2 separate regions of the Mus musculus genome follow, and region 2 is linked to region 1. Evidence: chromatin contacts called from public Micro-C data. All regions are on one chromosome and are shown on one strand. Each heading gives the region's core, a stretch centred on a gene start, on an enhancer-like site or on the middle of the called end of the contact. The rest is flanking DNA. Distances are from core to core; before and after follow the strand shown.

Evidence for each region. Hi-C and Micro-C count contacts between places; a contact is called where the count stands out from the background.
Region 2: a contact with region 1 is called in a Micro-C map of embryonic stem cells, with 4 times the contacts expected there. The contact joins the promoter of Inppl1 here to the promoter of Rhog in region 1. A contact is called at or near these places in 3 of 484 Hi-C or Micro-C datasets (all in embryonic stem cells), 3 of 115 datasets of contacts at active chromatin or transcription factors (embryonic stem cells, memory CD8 T cells and pancreatic cancer cells) and 1 of 9 other capture datasets (adipose tissue).

Annotation. Positions count from the first base shown.
Region 1 is chr7:102,248,181-102,251,701 of GRCm38.p6, reverse strand. It overlaps Rhog (ras homolog family member G), which reads left to right and starts at 1,584. Exons shown (of 2, transcript NM_019566.3): 1 at 1,584-1,657.
Region 2 is chr7:101,836,390-101,839,575 of GRCm38.p6, reverse strand. It overlaps Inppl1 (inositol polyphosphate phosphatase-like 1), which reads left to right and starts at 1,752. Exons shown (of 29, transcript NM_001122739.1): 1 at 1,752-1,855; 2 at 2,625-3,005. The coding sequence starts at 2,824. It overlaps Gm10602 (a long non-coding RNA gene), which reads right to left. Exons shown (of 2, transcript XR_003946663.1): 1 at 2,159-3,186; 2 at 1-774.

The sequences.
Region 1 (3,521 bases), core at 335-2,834:
CTGGCCTTGAACTCGGGAACTTTTTATTTATTAAGGTAGGTAAGGTCTTATATAGTCCAGGCTGGCCTCGAACTTCTGAACCTCCTGCCTCCACCTCTGGAATGCTGAGATTACAAACGTGCTACCACACCTGGCTTGGAACGTATTTTTAATAGCTTCATTGAAGTCACTTGAATCTGATCCTGTTATTTTGGGGATTTACAAACCTCACTTAAGGACCCTGTTATTTTTGGGACTCACAAACCTCTTCCCATTAAATACCAAACACTAGTTCTGCCCTCCCAAATTTCCCCTAGCCCCTCCAATTTATTCTCTTCCCATTGGGAGGAATTTGCCTAAGGGCCAAAGAAGAAGTAAGGGGTCCACAAACTGCCTGTGCGATGAGAACAGGCTTCTGGAATCTGAGAACACTCGTTTAGTCAGTCACTGACCAGCCTGAGTTTGATTGTCCTAACTTGACTTTCTATACAGTACCACAGCACGGATACCTATTCTGTAATCTTCACATCCTCTGGGTGGAGAAATTTTTTTTGTTGATTTTACCAAAACAAAACAAAACAAAAAACTGATACTTGGAAACATTAAACTACCTGTCAGACCTGATCCACTTTATTTGGAGGTCCTCTGTAAGACGGGGTGTTTATCTTGTGTTGTTTTCACTGTACCTTGCGGAGCTCTGCACGTGGTAGAGCACCCAGAAAGTTGTTAAAAGAATCAAGACTGTGGATTCTCCAGGAAAACTGCGCCCAAGGCCTGGGTTAGAAGCACCAGAGGGCGCCCTCGAGGCCGTCCACTCGCCGGTCTCCAGGGCCCAAGCCGGACCTCAGGCCTGGGCGCGGTCCTACCGCTCCAAACAGCCGCGCGCCAGGGCGAGATCAGGGAACAAGAAGAGCCCCACGTCTTCCCACGCCCCGCCCCCTCCCCAGGGCCCCGCGGAGCTGCGAGGTGCGGAACCACGACACGACATCCTGTTTTGGGGGCCCGCGCGGCTCCGCCTGCATCTCTGCTGATCACGTCTTTTCCCGGGGTGCTGACGGCAGCTGCCCTCCCCCCACCTCTGTCTCCCCACCCTCCCCAGGGGTCTGGGACCTTCCCACTGCTGAATCACCACCACCCAGCATTCTCCCAAGGCTCAGGGCAGGGGTGGGGACTGCCCCAGCCTGACCCATTCCGGCTAACCCCTAGCCAGCCGCGGCTACCTCTAGATTCCCGGGCTGAGCGGAAGGCATTTCTCAGCCTTCCCGCGGAGGCTGCGGGGCGGGGAGTGAGATACTAGGAAGAGAACAAATGCCCAGCGCCTAGCTTAGGGCCCCTGCTGGGGGGTGGGGGGGAGATGCCAAGTGAAAGCGGGGAGACCTGACCTTGAGAGGCCAGACTCAAGGGGTCTCAGGGCTCACGGGGCGAAGAGTGGAGAGAAGCAGGGTGTGCGGGACTGTGCGGAGGGCAAAGCTTGCAGAAAACCCGAGGCTGGAGGGTGGGGGAGGCCTCCGACTTCCTAGTCCGCCCCGCCCCGGCCGGCCCGCCCCCGCGCCCCGCCCCGGCCCTGCCGGCCCGGCCCCCACCCCCCCACTTCCTCCGGCCTCCAGTTCTCACTTCCTTCTTGAGCCCAGAGCCGCCGCCGCCGCCCCCAGCTCCCCCGCCGCGGGGAGGGCACCAGGTGAGGCCCGGGTCGAGCCCGTCGGGCAGGGGTCCTGGGAAGAGGAGTTCAAGCTGGCCCGGACTGGGTACCCGGGAGCCGGGAAGTTTGCAGGAGGGAGGCCGAGGGCGGGAGGTTTTCGTTCACTGCAAGTTGGGCGGGCGCGGCAGGCCGGGCGGGGACAGCGGCCACCGCGACCCGATCGCTGGTGGCCGGGTTGAGGGTGGGATCCGAGGGACAGCGCGAGCTCCTGCTGTCCGCGAGGGACCACTGAGATCCGAACCGTGAGAGGCTCGGAAGTGGGAAAGCGCTGAGCTGTGAGGCTGGGACTCTGCGGTGGGGTGCCCTCAGAAGTTGTGGGGCTGTTCAGTAGTGTGTGAAAGGAAAGGGCCTCTGGGCTGCAGAAGGCGCGCTCTCTGCTCTGCAGTTGTGACATTTGTGAGGCTGGGGTTGGGGGTGGGGGGCGGTGTCTGAGGCCTCTGAAGTCTCACCCGGGAAGGTCGGAGCCAGTCCATAGCTGCTACACTGTTGCTGCTGAGGACTCGGTGGGGGAATCCCCATTCCCTCTCTGTATTTTTCTGAGCCAACCTCTTTATTCCTGTCCCATACAACAGCGGGTATTTAGTGAACACGTCTGTTGTGTCTATCAGACTCAATCTGGCCTTTTTTATTTTGAGGATAAACTGAGGAAGGAAAGGGCCACTATACCGATAGTCACTGACAACTTCCATGACTTTGAGAGGCAGCTGGAGTACTGGCTTTCGGTAATGATTGAGAGCTCTTAACGTCTTCTCCCTCACCTGAACTCCCCATACTGTCTTCCACATTCGCCATAGTGTCGACCACATTCGCCTCCTTCCGGCTCTTCCCCCAACCACATAGATGTACCCAGGCCCTGATCTCGCATTTACCCTGCCCTGCCTGTTGTTCAGCCTCTGACTACCACACACATATCTCCCCATTTTGTTTCTATCTTCCCTGCCGCCCTCAGTCCGTCTCCTTCCCTTGGTCTGTAATCTAGCTTTGGTGTCAGAAACTGCTTTAAACTTGCTGAGTTTGAGAGCCTTTTTCAAACGTCTTTAGCTTAGAGATGCTGGCTGCAACCTCCCGATGATGGAGATGATTAAACATGTGCACACGCCCGTGAACATGCAAGTTTTGGTGTTCTTTATCTCTTAGAGACAAAATAACTGCCCTCAGCCTTGAGAAGGCCCAGAGCAGAAGCCGGCAGAATGAAGGGAACCTGCGGTGGGTGACACTGTGGTTAGGCAAGGGGAAGCAGTCTGTAGCAGGCAGGGTTGGGTGACACAAGAATAAGATTAGTGAGAAAGTCCATGGGAAATCAAACTACCCTGATTCTTAGGAAGGCAGCCTAGGAGTGTGTGTGTAGTGGTGTGTTGTGTGGGAGGGGGGTCAGGGGGAACTAGCTTTAAGGTTCCTGTCTCCTAGCACTTACTGGTTCCAACCAGTGGGGAGAGTAGGTTGGGCCATTTGGCCTGCTAGGAAAAGGAAGGGGGCAGAGGCAAGATTCTGGAGGGAAAAGTGCTACGAGTCTAACTTAAGTCTCTACTGGTTTTTAAATTTTGATCAGGAAGGGGATGTGAGGCAAGGTGTTTGTCTTTCGTCCCTGGTGCTTGGTGGGAACTGCAGAGGTTGGGTATCTACATTTTCTGATGTGTATCAGAGCCTTGACTGGGAGTTGTGCTGACCCTCCTGTCTTTAAGCATCCTTGATGTTCTCTTCATACCGAGCTGTGCTCTCTATTCCCGCTCTCTGAGGGGCTTCTCCACAGTCTAACGTAGTCTGTCCTGGCCCCATAAGTGCTTGTCTCCATCCTAGCACCCCTGCCTCTCAGCGTTCGGATTACATGCTCAGACTCTGTTTG
Region 2 (3,186 bases), core at 503-3,002, 410 kb after region 1:
ATGGGATCTGATGTGTCTGAAGACAGCTACATTGTGCTCATATACATTAAATAAATAAATAAAATAATTAAAAAAAAAAACAAAAACAAAACACATTCCCTATTCCCATCATGTGTCTGCTTAGCTCTGTTCTCAGCTTACAAAGGGGAAGCTGGAAACGGGAGTCCAGCAGAGATTCTGGAGAAAGGGGTAAAAATTCACACTGCCTACTATGATATAGATTGACTGGGTTGGGGTCCCTTGGACGAGGATAGTCCATTAGGAAGTCAATCTGGAAGATACAGAAGAAACAAAAGCTTGCATTTCGCCCAGTGCTGTATCCTACTGATGAAGCCAAAGAAACTATTAGTGGCTTCCCAGAGGCAGAAGCACCCTCTAGCCTTCGGCTAAATTGTATTTGTGTTTATTCTGAGTGTGTGCCTAGGTGTGTGGGCTGCATGGATGACTTGGCACAGGTGTGGAAGTCAGAGGACAACATGCAGGAGCTCTCTCCTTCCACCACATGGGTCCCTGGGGTTCAACTCAAAGTCTTCAAACTTGGCAAAAGCGCCTTTACCTGTTAAGCCATCTCACCCCAATGACACAGTCTTTAGCATCGCCGTCCTCTCAGGAAGCTGTAAATATATTGATTTTGGAGGGTCGTGACAGCTTTTCTCCAACTCGTTCTCCTTTCTTTCTTTGAGGCCACATCTCTTATGTAGTCTTGGATGGGCTGGAAGTCTAGACCAAGGAAGCTGGCTTACAACTAGGTAGAGTTCCATTTGCTTCTGCCTCCTGTGGGTCGGGAATACAGGCATAGGAAAGTAAGACCCCACTGCACACCCCCGGGATCTGGGGTGGGCGTCCTCCATTCCCGGCGGGAGGAGCTGGGTACAGATTGGAGGATGTTACTTTATTTAAGCCCTGGCAGGACCAGGAGAAACAGGTAGGTGGGTGGAGGATCTCTGTTTTTGTATTTATCTGTTCTGGAAGGTCCCTACAGACCCGTCACGTCCCAGGCTTTGTTCTAGATGGGTTAAGCCAATGCAAATTGGCTTATCCTCTAAACAGAGGGAAACTCCTCAGGGTTGACCCCAGGCTCGGTCAACAGGTTCAATTTACCAGAGCGAAAGTTCTCTCCCAGGTTAAAGGGATGCTCCTGACAGACTCTAGGAGTTGGTGGTTGTAGGCAAGCGGCTAGAGGCCTGCGCCTTTAAGGAGCCAGGGGGCAGAGGGGCGGGGCAGGAAGAGAAATCCTTGGAGACGCCACCACCATCCAGGTCTTTTTTTAGGGGGGAAATAGGGCGGGCCAAAGCCCTGTTTGGGTTCCGCCCCGTCTTCTCCCGCCGGGTCCCCTTTTCCGCCCCAGGGGTCGGTGGATGGGAGGTCTTAGCAGCCAGAGTCTTAGGAGCTCCCTGCTCGCACCTGGCCCACGGAAGCGCAAGTTTGTTGATTTGGAGGGAGTAGCCGGAGCGGGGGCGGTGCTAATAATACCCGTTCAGTCCCCAGTCGCGCTTTACAGTTTACACAGCTGTCACCTTCGTTACTCCTTAATTAATAATAAAAATAGCCGCCGTCCCGGAGCGCACGCTGCATGCCAGGCCCTGAGCTTTACAGGCAGAGCCCCAATGAGCCCGCCCTCGTAACGTTACCCCAGTTATCGAAAGCGAGAAGCTCGGGCGCACTGAAGAGCCAAGGCTGTCCCGAGGTCACTCTGCGGGCGTGCGGCGGAGACCGGGACGCGGGCGGACGAGGCGGGGCGCGGGCGGGGCGGAAGGCGCGGGGTGCGCGGTGGCGGCGGATGGCCATCTTAAGTGGCCGCGGGGAGTCCAGGGAGGCTTCCCCGGGCTAGGAGTCAACCCGAGTCGCCCTAGAGGTGGGGCCTGCGTTCGGTAGTTGAGGCTCTGAGACTTGAGGGAACTTTTTTTCTAGGTAGTCGAGGGGGTCCTCCTGGTCTGGGACTGCAAAACCTGGGCCTGCGGGTGTGGGGCGTGGTGCCAGGCAATTTGGTGGAGATGGGGGAAGGGTTTTGCCAGGCTGGAGGGCCTGCGGGGACCGGTGCGTGAAAGGCACCTCGAGCGCGCGCGTATGTGTGGGGTGGGGTATCGGATCTCTTTGGGATCTTGTGGGATGTGTCAGGAATCGTTTTGGGGGGTTCAGGTCTGAAGGGGCCTCTGACCTTATAGGAGTTACGAGAACTTGTTCTCTTGGATGTTGTAGTAGTTGTGGATGTCTATCCTGGAGCCTTGCTTTCCGAACCTTGATCCCGCAAGGCTGTGGGGGTGCCGAGTAGAAGAGATGTGTGTAGTAGAATCAGATTTGCATAGGGATTAGGGGTCATCTCATTGCGAATCGTTGGAAGGATTGAATTCACCAGCGAGAACTTGGACTCACAAGTTGTCCCGGAGCGGGTACCGGGGAACTGGATCTTCTTGAGGTGGGGGGACAAAATAATTGTGGGACTTGGGAGGTGCTGGTCTTGCGGGTCCTGTAGGGCTGTCGGAGCATCGTCCTTGCCGAGAGAGGCTGGGGGCAGGGGCGGCCCGGGCTCTGGGCCGAGTGGAGGGGGAGGGGACCGGCCAGCTCCTAGCTCCGTTCCCGCCCCTCCCCCGCCGCCTCTGAACAAACTTTTCTTTCTCTTCAAGTTGAGGCCGGCGCTGCGGGCGGCGGCGGCTGCGCGGAGATCCAGGCGGTTGGCGCGGCCAAGCGTGGAACCCACATACTGGGTTCTCTCGGGCTGGTGGATCCTTAGTCCCGGGACCCGGGCCCAACCTCGACTTCAAGCTTCCCCGGGCGGATGGCGCGGAGCGGCAGGCATCGGCGGCGCTGAGCCCTGCGTGGGCCATGGCCTCAGTGTGTGGGACACCGAGTCCCGGGGGTGCGCTAGGCAGCCCGGCCCCAGCCTGGTATCACCGTGACCTGAGCCGCGCTGCTGCGGAGGAGCTCCTGGCTCGGGCGGGCCGCGATGGCAGCTTCCTGGTGCGAGATAGCGAGAGCGTGGCGGGGGCCTTCGCACTCTGCGTCCTGTGAGTAGGGCGGGCACACGCCGAGTGTTCCTTGGTTGTGGTGGCAATCGTGGTAGTGGGGTGACTGTAGCTGGTGGGGCTGCAGCCCTGTCTCCAGGGGAGACCTTGACTTTATCGCTGGGTGGAGGAAGGATACAGGGGAGCACTTCCTGCTGTGCCTGGAGCACTTTCTGAGGCCCGA